3 separate regions of the Mus musculus genome follow, and regions 1 and 2 are each linked to region 3. Evidence: chromatin contacts called from public promoter capture Hi-C data. All regions are on one chromosome and are shown on one strand. Each heading gives the region's core, a stretch centred on a gene start, on an enhancer-like site or on the middle of the called end of the contact. The rest is flanking DNA. Distances are from core to core; before and after follow the strand shown. Region 1 holds the start of Wnt9b (wingless-type MMTV integration site family, member 9B). Region 2 holds the start of C130046K22Rik (RIKEN cDNA C130046K22 gene). Region 3 holds the start of Kansl1 (KAT8 regulatory NSL complex subunit 1).

Region 1 (4,039 bases), core at 272-2,771, 690 kb before region 3:
TCCTCAATAGCATTACCTGAGTTTTTACTACATGCTAGCCACTGTTCTAAGAGCTTTCTATGCGCTCCCCTCAGACACTCTTATCCACATTCTACAGGCCAGACACGCAGTGCCGTGAAAGTGGCAGGACTGAACTCAGAGCTTGTGTCCTCTCCCTTGAGTCGTGTCCACTGGGGCAAGTTCTTGGCAATGAACATGTCTGCTGTTCTGGGCGCGGGTCAAACGGAGATACTGAGTCCCCAGGAACTGAATGGTCCTCCCAGATCATCAGCAGGGACCTCCACTAGGACTGAGACTGACCATCCCTCCCCATATACTTCTGGGGAGGTTGCTGCTTATAACTCAGGTACATTTTAGCCAGAGGTCATGACCTGGAAATTAGCCTACATCCCTTATTCAAGCCGGTGAGGTTGCCCCTGGACCCTCACACCCTATGGTGGTTTCCTGAGATCAGCCTCTGCTGTGCTTGGATTGTGAGCCTTGCCTGACTAGGGATGTAACTGGAAGAAAAAGGCAATGTTTAAAGTTAAGCATTTGGAGCCTGCTTTGGGTTGAGGTGATTTTTAAAATCCATGATCCCTACCATCACCGCCACGCCCAACCCTCACCAAGTATCTTCAATCCAGAGTCAGTGAAGACATTTGCAGACAAATGCCATTTTGCTTCCCTCAATTATTTCCCTTGAGACTCACTCTCCAGGTATCACACCAGAAGCTATTGTTATTTTTCTAACCATGGACACCCCCAGATGGGCCTCTCTCCCTCTCTTTCCCATAAACCCTATCCTCTGGGGTTTAATTTGGTCGCACTTCCTCACCGTACAGTTCTTTAAGCATCTAACTAATGTGCCCCGCGGTCCCAGGATCTCCCACAACCTTGGATCAACAAAACTCTCAGCTTCCTCCCCACCCCTACCCACCTATCCCTCTACCCAGCCAGGTGTCCGGGTCCCAGCTCTGCAGGGAGAAAGCAAAGGATACTGAAATCGCAAGCAAAAAGTGTAGCTGGACGGAGTCCAGGATGGGGACATAGAGGGTACCGAGAAAGATCTGAAGAGGACATGAGAGCCCAGGACCGACGCTTGGACCTGCGCGGACAAGGGCGTATCAGGGGTGTCAGGTCAGGATCCCCTGCGCAAGCCGAGCTCCAGTCTGCAGTCTGACAGCCGCCCGGCAGAGGAACCGGGAAGCGCAAGGGACCTAGACTTGGTAGACTCGAGAAAGGGAGATTAAGTCTGAGCACAGAGAGCGAGGGATGGAGATTTGGGAGGGAAATGCGCCCTCAAAGCGATCGGGGTCCACCTGAGCAAAGGGCTGAGTTCGAGGCCTCGCAGGGACCCGAGCCGGGGGCAGGGCATACGGAGCGAGGGGACGCGACCGGCACTGACCCGAAGTAGGCGGCGGCGGCGGCAGCGGCAGGCAGCACCAGCAGGCAGAGCGCAGCCAGGGCCAGCGCGGGCGCGGGGCGCATGGTGCAGGCGGCCGGTGCACTCTCGCATCTCCTCGCGCCACTAGGCGCTCGTAGCGCCGCCACCAGCCGCCCGCGGGGCTTTAAACCCGGTAGGGCGGAGCGCGAGCGGCCCGGGGAGGGAGCCTCGCAGCCGGCGAGCCCCTCGCCCCATAGGCTCCGCCGAACTCTGCCCGCCCTGTTGTGGGAGGGGTCAGCAGCAGGCCCCTCCCCTTCTCAGGTGAGTGCTCACCTGGAGCCGCGCCCACTCCAGCAAAGAAGGCGGACCGTGTGGGACCCTGGCCCTGGAGAGGATTGGGGTTCTGGGGACCTAGGAGGTGCTGCCTCAGAGATGCCGCCTCTCCCGGGAGAGATGCTCGGGTGCGCGATCTCTGTATAGCAAAAGTTCGTGGTCGTCACTATTCTGTAGAGCGAGTTCAGCTTTCTTTGCTCAGGGATTCCGAAGGCTGAGAGAGAGGTCCTGCGCAGAGTCCTTCCCCAACAGCGGGAGACATTCATGTCCATTGGCTAGGAGGACTCTTAGACATAGAACCTCATACAGAGGGTACCTGCTCTTAAACACGAAACTGACAGCCATCGGCGGAGGTGTAAAGGGCTCTCGTATGACGACAACACTATTACTGGTCAAAAATTTACACTGTCTGAGGAGTGAGGCAGAGCCACAGAAGCAGGAGGAAGCGGACTCCCTAGATGCATAGAAGCCAGATCTCCATCATATAAAACGTGAATCTCCTTAGTGTTGGGCCTCAATGCTGCCTGTTGCTTTAAGAAAAAAAAAAGTTTGACTCCAATTCTTACAACGAAGCAGGGGTGACATCAGTCTAGGAAGGAGACATACAACCAAATGAGCTTTCAAACGCCTTTGGGCATCTTGAACACTGAGCCAAATCAAGCAAAAAGCCACAATCTGGCTTTAATGAATGTCAAATCTTGGTGCAAAATGTCAAAGAGAGGCAGGAAGGAAGGAAGGAAAAGAAAGAAACTAGACATGGAGTTAGAACATTGGGTGACAGTGACCTTGGCTTTGTGGAGGATATCGGCCTGGAACGAGGAAGATTTATGCCAGTTCTGACATCAAGCTGTTGCAACAGAGGAAACTTGGCTATGGTGGTGAGCCTCTTTGAGCTGTTTCACTGTGGAGCAACTCAGTAGCCACATGACCCTTTGCTACCACAGCTCTGTGGTCCTATCAAATCTGGTGGTCCTGTTTACTGAGGCTGCAAGGCCCAACATAGGCTTCAGAGACCTGGAATTCAACCACGTGAACTACGAATTCCAGACGTGAAACAGGGAGGATGACAAAGAACTGACAAGATTTTTGTGTAGATGAGATGTCAGAGAGGAGGTAGTGAGGTGTGGGTTGTTATGCCTGCAGGCAGGAGCCCAGCACCGTGGGCTGATGTTTACTCTGCTGGGGGATGAGGGATTGCTGCGTGATTTCTGTGATTTGTTCATTGGTTTCTGGACTGTGGATGTAAGTGTCCCCTCCAAGGCTGATTTTAAGCCATCGTTATGGTCACGTGTATGACAGCATGGGGAGACATGTGTGCGGTCATCTCAGCAAGCTGGCAGAATCTGGCTCTGTCTCCTCTATTGTAAAAGTGTGACAGGGGGATCCAGGAGGCTCAGAGGCAAAGGGAGCTCAGAGGGACCTGTGTGAGTCCAAGAGAGTGCTGAGGACTAAGCTAACAGGAAGATATCAGCAACACCCAGCAGTACCCACTGGCACCCTACTGTTGGCAGAGAAGGAGGGAGGGAGTTCACCTTGGGTTGCTCCGACTGCCCTTCCTGTCCTAAAGCCCACAAGTACATATGCACAGAGAAGACAAGATGATGGGAAGAGGGAACAACGGTCCCCCAAGTGACACAGCTGCCTGTTGCTGTCAGGCTGAACTTGAAGAAGGTTGGAAGGAAACCTTAAGATTCAACCCAGACCTTGGTGGTTAGAGAATGAGGCACAGAAAGTGCTCATTCTATGATCTTGAATCCCAACAGCCAGGACAGTGGGCCCCGCCCCAAGGCTCCTTCCTTCCCAAGTTAGGACCAGATCAGGGCTTTGCCTCCTGGGCGGCTCTGAGCAGGAAACCTCCCAATGCTGCTTCCACTTTGTGGCCCCCACAGCTCCGCAGGGCACCGGAGACAGCTTCTCATTGCTGGCAATAGGGATTCCCACAGCAATCCCCCTCCCTGTGTGTACATGGGACTCCCTGGGTGTTTGAACCCCAGCCCCAGCCATGGTCTCGAAGGAGTCTCAAGTACCCTGGGAAACAGGGGTAGTCATTGTCCTCAATGTATACATAAGGGTAGCAAGGCTTAGGGCACTGAAATAGCCTGTGTGGATAGCCTCGGCTATAGGAGTGGAGGGAGGAACGGAGTCCAGCTGTGGGGCGACTGCCAGCATTTGCTGTGGGTCAGGATGGCTGTGGATGGCTTAGGAATACAGGTACAGCCTGATTCTCAGCAGCCTTTGAGTGACACATGCTTTCAGAGTCCAGTAGGGGCTCCTAGGAGCTCACCCTCGAGGGAGACAAGCTTGGTCTGGAGGCAGAGATGGGTGGTGAAGCAGATCACC
Region 2 (3,887 bases), core at 628-3,127, 740 kb before region 3:
AACCTCAGCTATGTAATAGAATCCCATCTTGAATGTACACACACCCACACAACACATACACGCCCACAGTTTTCACATGCACTTGGTTATTGTCACGTCTTCCACTCTACCTCCATAGCTAGTCTTTACCTCCTAAGGCAAGCTGACAAACTGATCTTGAGATAATAATTCTTAAAACTAACTACTGAGTAAAACCACCAGAAAAGCCTGCGTGATCACTCCAGAGCTGTTTGTGTCTGAGACCTACTTACTCCAAACTATCTAAAGATGAATTCCAGGATGGCAGCTAGACAACACAAGGGACAAATGTATCTTTTATGAACATGAGTACCCAAAATGGAAGCCTACTGGATTCTCTTTAAAGCTCATCCTAGTAGAATATTGCTAATGTAAAACATCCTGTCTTTCTTTCTTTCTTTTTTTTTTGTTTTGTTCATCCACTCAGTGCTCAGGACTTTTCCAGCTATATGACTTTAAATAATCGATTTTATGTCAACGTACCTTCACAGTTAGAGATAATCACAGAATCAGTTCAAAGTTCTAGTGAGACGAGTATGTTCTGACACTGTTCTGTCAATTCAGCAACTAGCAGATTAACTCACCGCTCTGCTAGGTCCATGTGTCTTGCTATGGAAAGGATCCGTTCTTAGTAAATGAGGGCAATTTTCTGCCTCATTCCTTTTCCACGTGACTCACAGGATAGTCTTTTAAAATCTCTTCCTACACTTATTATATAATATGCAAATTGTCATTACAATGTAGTTTATTTTCCCCCACCCAAATCAAACATTTTGTTGACAAAAGTAAAAAGGGGGATTGGAGAGATGGCTCAGAGGTTAAGAGCACTGACTGCTCTTCCGAAGGTCCTGAGTTCAATTCCCAGCAACCACATGGTGGCTCACAACCATTTGCAATGAGATCTGATGCCCTCTTCTGAGGTGTCTGAAGACAGCTACAGTGTACTTACATATAATAAACAAATTTAAAAAAAAAAAAGGTAAAAAGAGAATAACCACCATCTTATTTCCATTCTTTTTGTTATGAGTTTCCTGGGGAGGCAGGATGACTAGTTTATGTCATTTTTCAGGCCCAAGGAATAAGATTTTTCAGTGCTGTCATACAATCAATAGAAAGTTCTTAAACTAACATAGGTATGTGGCCCCTCATGGTGTCTAGCTGCATAACACTGCAAGTTCCCAAAACAAAGGACGGTATGGAAAAAAAAAAAAAAAAAAAAAAAAAAGGACCCACCAAGGAAACTTAGTTATGAAAAGCTAATCTAAGACTCAATTTCAATTTCCTTAAGGCTAACTTGTAATCAGATATGACTCACAAAAATAGTCACTAGTTACCTGCCCGTCTTTGTGTCACAAAAATAAGTTCTTTAAATGTCCAATCAAGTACACAAAATACTTCTTTCGTACAACCCCTGACACTCCCACTTAAGCAATAGATTCATAGACACAAGCCTCGGCAACAGTTTTCTCTGTTCTCTAAGCTCTACCAACCCGGAGGACTAAGCTGGCAGGTGCTGGATCAAGTGCTGTAACCTAGGGGCGCTGCTTTCCCTTGCCAATAGGCAGTCACGGCTTGCGGCCAAGAGCTACCGGGCCCAAGCCTTCGCGCCCCGGCTCGATCCCCTTCGGCTAAGAGCATCGCACCAGGGGCTAAGAGATGCGGAGCAGCCCGAGCGGAAACCTCCACAATGACAGTCCCCAGAGCCCCGAGCCCTAGGGGCCGCAGCCCGGGCGGAGCCCAGCCCGCTCCCCGACGCAGCCCTCACTTGTTCGTTTGTTGGTATAGGGGCTCCATGACGCCGGCCTAGCCGGCCTGCGGCTTCCTCGGAACACGTCCTCACAACCCCACTTCCGGCTTCCGGTCTCAGGGCCCGCCCTGCTGAGTAGGGCGCCCGCGAGTGTGCCTGTCCCGTGGTGGTTGTGAGGTCGGAGACGGGGTTGCGCGGAAGGAAAGCGGGACGCGAGGGATGGGTGTGGCTCCGGGCCGGAGCTCGCGGAGAGCGGCGGGGGTGAGTTTTTTGCTAAAGTCCAGCTCCGGGATTGAATCAGGTAGCGGAGAGGACGGTCGCGAGGCACTGACGTCAGAGCCTCCCCCGAGAAGTCGCCGGCGACTCTCTACGTCGCTCTCCGCCCCGCGGTCGGGCTTGGCTTCTCCTTGGAGTGTGTAATTACAGGTCTGGGGAATCTCACTTCCTCACGACGCGTGCTTTTCCTGCCTCGAACTAGTCCGCCCACTAGTCTTCCCATCTCCGGCTCATTTTTAGTAAACCCACAGTGAGTGAGTGGTTAGCATATGACGTGGAACAACCAAAATTTCCCTGTTCTTCAAGAGGTTGGACTAGAGAAGGAACTACGATCTGTATACAAATAAACATTCCAAATAAGTACAAAGATAATGGTAGAACATCCAAATAAATACAAAGATAATGAGCTGGGCTGGTGTTGTGGTCAATAGGAAATTGTTTTTAAAGACATGAAGGGCGGGTGACATTTGGATTAGGACTTGGAAAGGTTCAAACACTTGTCTTCACCTAGGCCCATCTCATTTCCATCCATCTAGGTTCTTATCTACAGTTCCTCCCAAGGGAGGAGTTGTTCCTCTTCCTTTGGTGAGCTGAAGCTTGGATTTTCCTGTATCCTGCATCCCTCCCAGTTTTATGTCCCAAGAGACTGCCCGCCCATATTCATTCTTTCCCTAACATTACATTTCCCAGTTCCACTCCCATTTATTGAACATCTACTATGCACCATGCACAGATATGTAGGATAGGAACCCAGGTAAAACACATTCCTGGTGTTTCGCTGTCTATTGAGAAAGTCCTTATTTTAAAGCTGAATTAACAATCAACATTTAGGGTATGACTAAGGACCATTTGCCTGGAGAAGAGCAGTAGGGGTTCATGGATCAAGAAAGCATGGGGGGCCTTCAAGAACCGATAGAGGGTTTGTGGGAATGGTGCACTTTAGCTAAGGTTGAGTAGCGTGGGGGCGGGGCATAGATAAAAGGCTGTATCCTTAGTTTTTTAGTACTTTGCTGGTGAGGGATGCACAGGGAAGTATGTATATGTGTGCTTGTGTGTGTCTCAGTAGAATTGTCTCTGACTTGTGTGAGGTCCCAGGTCAAATCTTTGTGGGTCTTTGCTCTATAGGCATTTTGATTTTAAATTATATTACAGATTTATAAGAACAGGAAAAAAATAAGTAATAGGGGGAAAGTGCCAGTCTTCTCCTTTGTTTTCTGCTCAGCTGAGGTGCAGTGAGTAGCTGCCTCCATTCCCAGCACCATGAAGCTGCCTGCCACCATGACTTTGCTGCCAGGATGGATGGTATTCATTTTTATAATATTCCCTTTTTTTGTAATAAATACAGCAAAGATTCCTTATACTATCCACTGTGGGCCCAGTAACTATACCTGTTCTTGTCCTTTATTTTTGAATGTGCTATTTCTGACCACCATGAAAAACAAAAGAAAACAAAGCTGTTATTATTTATAATGCCACAGGTCTTCAGGGCCTGAATGCATCAGTCTCAGTAACTTTCCCTGCCTTTCCAATTCCTTGTGCCATTTGCTAGTGCTGACTGCGTTGGCACCCAGGATGCTGTGCACACTTCCCACTGCTGGGGATTACTGACCCAAACCATTACTGTGCTTTGCTAGTGAAGGTATTGCCTGTACTGTGTAACAGCATCCGCTGGTGGCTTCTCTCCTCACTGTGACTTGGGCCTGAAGAGAAGCTCCTTAGGAGAGAAAGAGTTTCTTTTGGCTCACAGTGTGAGAAGATACCACCCACCATGACAGCAAAGTCATGGTGGCAGGCCACTTCACGGTGCTGAGACTGTAGGCAACAATTCACTACATCACAGCAGACC
Region 3 (4,011 bases), core at 493-2,992:
CTCTAATGGGCAGAGGGACACTTACTTGGCTACAGCTTAAAATATTAACATACACCCCCCCAAACAAACAAACAAAACCCCACAATGATTGCTAGCCACGTGACGAAGGATATGGCAACACCAGGATTGTGAATGGAGGGGAGGAAAGCTAGGTTGGAGGACTAGCGAGATTTCTCTTAACTTTGGGGACTGCAGGATTCGGGTTTCTCAATCTTTAAGGTACCAAATTCTAACCCCTAAGAGTTGTACAGCTAACACCCTCAAGTGCGGTTTTATTAATAGGTCACGGAAAATGCTCCAGTGACCTCCAGGATAAAGGAGGAAAAAACAGGCGGAGGAAAGAGCAATTTAAAGTGGCGCCATCATGTCACCCCTTTTCCCCTAAGGCAATCAATAAGCAATAGTTAAGTAACGAGTTTCTCTAAAAATCCACATTGGGATTCCAACATTGGAAAACAAAAGGATTTCTAGGTAAAACATGGGAGTAAGATTGTTTACAATACGGAAAACAATTATAAACTATTTGCTGAGAATCAAAGGCCGTCAGTCCGAAAACAGGCCCCCCCAAAAGCAGTAAGATTCCAACTCACTTAAAAGCAAATAAATGCCTCTTCCTCTTTAGTTGAAAAAAAGGGCTGCCTGAGACTAGATCCGAAAACGCAAATGACCTCAATATTTAAGCAACAAAAAATGTTAACAATCAGAGTTGTGATACAAACCGTGAGACAGACATGCAAGATGTGTTTGAGCAAAGAAAGACCTTTTGCAGTCAAGAGAAGTTCAAGGCGAGAGCAAGAGTTTGTTTTTGGTCTTTTTGTTTTTGCTTTTTTTTTTTTTTTTTTTCGGAAATAAACCAGGTTCTCCAGGCCGCCTTTTTAAATAGAACGCCAAAGGAAAGCCCAGCGAACGAGGCGGCAGCTGGTGGGGAAGGGCCCCCGCACACCCCCGCCCTTGGGGCGACTCCCAGCCCGGACCCGCAGCGGGGAAGCCCGGAGAGGCCATTTAAAGTTCCGGGGATTTTTCTTCCCCTGCCCAGCCTTTCTAGTTACAACTAACAAAGAGAGGGAGAAATGGGAACCACAGGGAGAGCGAGGAGAAGGAGAAAGGGCAGCGGGAGGAGGAGGAAAGGAGCAGCAGCAGCACCTACCACGTGATGGAGGAGCGTAGCCCGGGCGGATTCGGCCCCACAAAATGGGCGCAGTTTGCAAACAGCCCCCCGGCCTGGGCGCCGAGGACCAGCGGGCGGGGGCGCGCGGCTGCTGCTCCGGCCCGGCCCGCCGCTCTCCTCCCCCCCGGCGCCCGGAGCCGCCCTGACTTTCCGGGCGGGGGGGCGAGGCGGAGGGGGAGGGGAAGGCGGCGGCGGCGGGGAGCGGCTGCTTTTTCTTCTCTTTCGGGCCCTTTCTCCGGCCTTCCTCCGTTCCGACCCGGCCTGGGCACGGCGGGGACCGCAGCCCCGGGCGGGCGGGGGCAGAGGGTAAAGCTGCCCCCCCCGCCCCGCACAAACAAGCGCCGCCGTCTGCAGCCCGCGCCCGCACCCCGGCCGCCACCCCGGGAGCTTCTTCCCGGCCGGGGAGCGCACTTCGGCCGCCCCCCAAGCCGCCGCGGCGAGACGAGTCGGCTTCGCTACGGCGCTTGGTTCTCCCGCCGGCTCAGCGAGCGGTGGCGGTGGCGGCGGCGGCACTGGGAAAATGGCGGCCGAGCTCCTTTTCCCTCCCCCCCTTTAATCTGAAGCGGAGGGAGAATGGAGCGAGCAAGCGAGCGGGCGAGTGCCGGGGACACGGGGAGGAGGGACAGCAGCGCCTCCGCCGGCTGCGGCTGCGGCGGGCCGCTCCGCCCCGGCGCGCCGCCAGGGGGCGCCCGCCTCGCCGCCCCCGCGGGCTGCCAGGAGGCGCGGCCGCCGCCGCCTCAGTCATGGCTCCTAGCCGCGGCCGCTGCTTCTGCGCCTCTGTTTGCGGAAACCGGTGCCTGGTGCCTGATACGTGCGGCAGCGACACGCGGCACTGCGGCAAGCGACGCGGGGCCCTCGCTTCGATCGAGGTGAGGCTAACCTGAGGCGCTGATGCCGTCACATTCCCTCGGCTCTGTGGCTGGCGGTGCTGCGCGCCGGTTTGAGGGGAGGGCGGACTGACACAGCAGAGCTAGAGGACGTGAGCGAAGAACTGTGTGTGCAGTGAATGAAGAAGCTGCTGCGGCCACACTACCCCAGGGCCAACCGTGCTCTGAGACGGGCAGGAAGCTCCCTGACCAGTGACGCGGTCCCTGCCACCCGCCCTTTGTCCTACACCCTGCTCTGTACACTGCAGCACACGGCTGGCTGCTAGCCCTAGCGCCACGCTCTGCAGCCGCCAAACCAAAAAATAAGCGGACGCCATTGCGCAGGCGCGAGCTAGGACCGACTCGGGGCTAGCCCGGGCAGGGGCAGCTGGGAGCTAGAGGGGAAATGATGGCCCACCAGCGCCGGGCCCGCTGGGAACTGTAGTTTTCGTTAAGCCCGCGTGTTGTTTTAGGCTTCTTGATTTGTCAGATCCGCCAAAATAGGCAAAAACGCATTCATTACACAGTAATTTTTTTGTTTCCTGCTACTACCAAATTAAAGTTCACAGACCCGCTAAAAGTTTAACAATGAACAACAAAAGCAAACCTGTCATGTTCTTACCAGCGTTGACTTAAAAGTAGTGGCACCTAATTACTCTTGACTCTAGTTTGTCAGCACGATATCGGTTCCTTCCTCCCAAATAAGGTTTAATATCAGAGAACATTTTCTGGACTTAGAAAACTTAATATAACGCAAAGTGACACATTACACAGTACAAATCCACCACCCTTTAAAGCTAACCATGTCCAAAGATTATTAGGACTCACCAAAATCAAATAGCATAAAACTTGTTCCAACAACTAAATCACCAAGCTCAGCAGATGAGAAGAGTAGAGTCTACCAAAAGGAAGATGTAAAATGCTCAATACTTTGTGTGGTTTACCAAACCAGTATCCGGTGTTATGTGTCACTTCAGCTCCTCAAAAAAAAAAAACTATTGTTATAGACCAGTTTTCATTAGCCCACAAAGTCTCTAACTCAACAAGTTTCTGCAGTATCTGCATCTATATTTCTCTTGAATTTCCATCTGCATTTTTAAAATTACACTCTCAAACATGATCTTGGTTTTCAAATATCAAAGGCAGGAGACAACATAGAGTCAATACACAGGGATAAACTGATAGATGTATACATATTTACATATGCATCCAAAAAAGATCAATAGTTTGGGCTTTTTAACTTATAATACAGGTAAGATTGTGTGTTTGCATGTGTGTGTATGTATGTGTGTGTGTGTGCGCGAGAGAGAGAGCATATATATTCACATAAACAGTAATGCCACAGAGGATGTTTATACATAATTACAGGACCAACAGATGGTGACCTAGAGCCCTAATCTGAAGATAACAAAATCTAAATTAGCTGAATGAAAATAAGGCAAAGCTTTCTACAATATTCTTAAATTTAATTTCTTAAATATTAGTGAAAGAAACTCTTTATAACAATGTTATTAACTATCCAAACTCTTAAAATCTTGACTATCTACACAGTCATGGTGCTGCATGCCATTTATAATTTCAGCACTAGGAAAAGAGATGCAGGAGAACTCTGTGAGTTCAAGGCCAGCCTGTTCTACATACTGAGTTCTGTGACAGCTGGGTATAGACACTCAGGCAGATTTCTGAGTTCGAGGCCAGCCTGGTCTACAGAGTGAGTTCCAGGACAGCCAGAGCTACACAGAGAAACCCTGTCTCAAAAAACAAAAACAAAACAAACAAACAAACAAAAAAACCACAACAGAAACTTCACTACCTAACTCAAGCATATTGACACATGCATTCAATTCCAGCATTTCAGTGGGGGTGGGGAAAGCATGAAAATCCAGAGTTCCTGAATCTCAGTATAACCAGTCCAATAATAAAAAAATAAAAATACAAAAACACAAAACAACAACAAAACTAAGTACCAAGTTTATG

What was found. Promoter capture Hi-C pulls out the DNA fragments that hold promoters and counts their contacts.
Region 1: a promoter capture Hi-C map of macrophages shows a contact between it and region 3, with 5 read pairs. The contact joins the promoter of Wnt9b here to the promoter of Kansl1 in region 3. A contact is called at or near these places in 1 of 39 promoter capture datasets (macrophages) and 1 of 115 datasets of contacts at active chromatin or transcription factors (astrocytes).
Region 2: a contact with region 3 is called in a promoter capture Hi-C map of liver, with 2.7 times the contacts expected there. The contact joins the promoter of C130046K22Rik here to the promoter of Kansl1 in region 3. A contact is called at or near these places in 1 of 39 promoter capture datasets (liver) and 1 of 115 datasets of contacts at active chromatin or transcription factors (memory CD8 T cells).

What each region holds. Positions count from the first base shown.
Region 1 is chr11:103,748,300-103,752,338 of GRCm38.p6, forward strand. Wnt9b (wingless-type MMTV integration site family, member 9B) reads right to left here and starts at 1,522. Exons shown (of 4, transcript NM_011719.4): 1 at 1,388-1,522. The coding sequence starts at 1,470.
Region 2 is chr11:103,695,847-103,699,733 of GRCm38.p6, forward strand. C130046K22Rik (RIKEN cDNA C130046K22 gene) reads left to right here and starts at 1,878. Exons shown (of 3, transcript NR_102389.1): 1 at 1,878-2,026. Gosr2 (golgi SNAP receptor complex member 2) reads right to left here and starts at 1,877. Exons shown (of 6, transcript NM_019650.4): 1 at 1,784-1,877. The coding sequence starts at 1,812.
Region 3 is chr11:104,440,578-104,444,588 of GRCm38.p6, forward strand. It overlaps Kansl1 (KAT8 regulatory NSL complex subunit 1), which reads right to left and starts at 1,743. Exons shown (of 15, transcript NM_001372459.1): 1 at 1,148-1,743.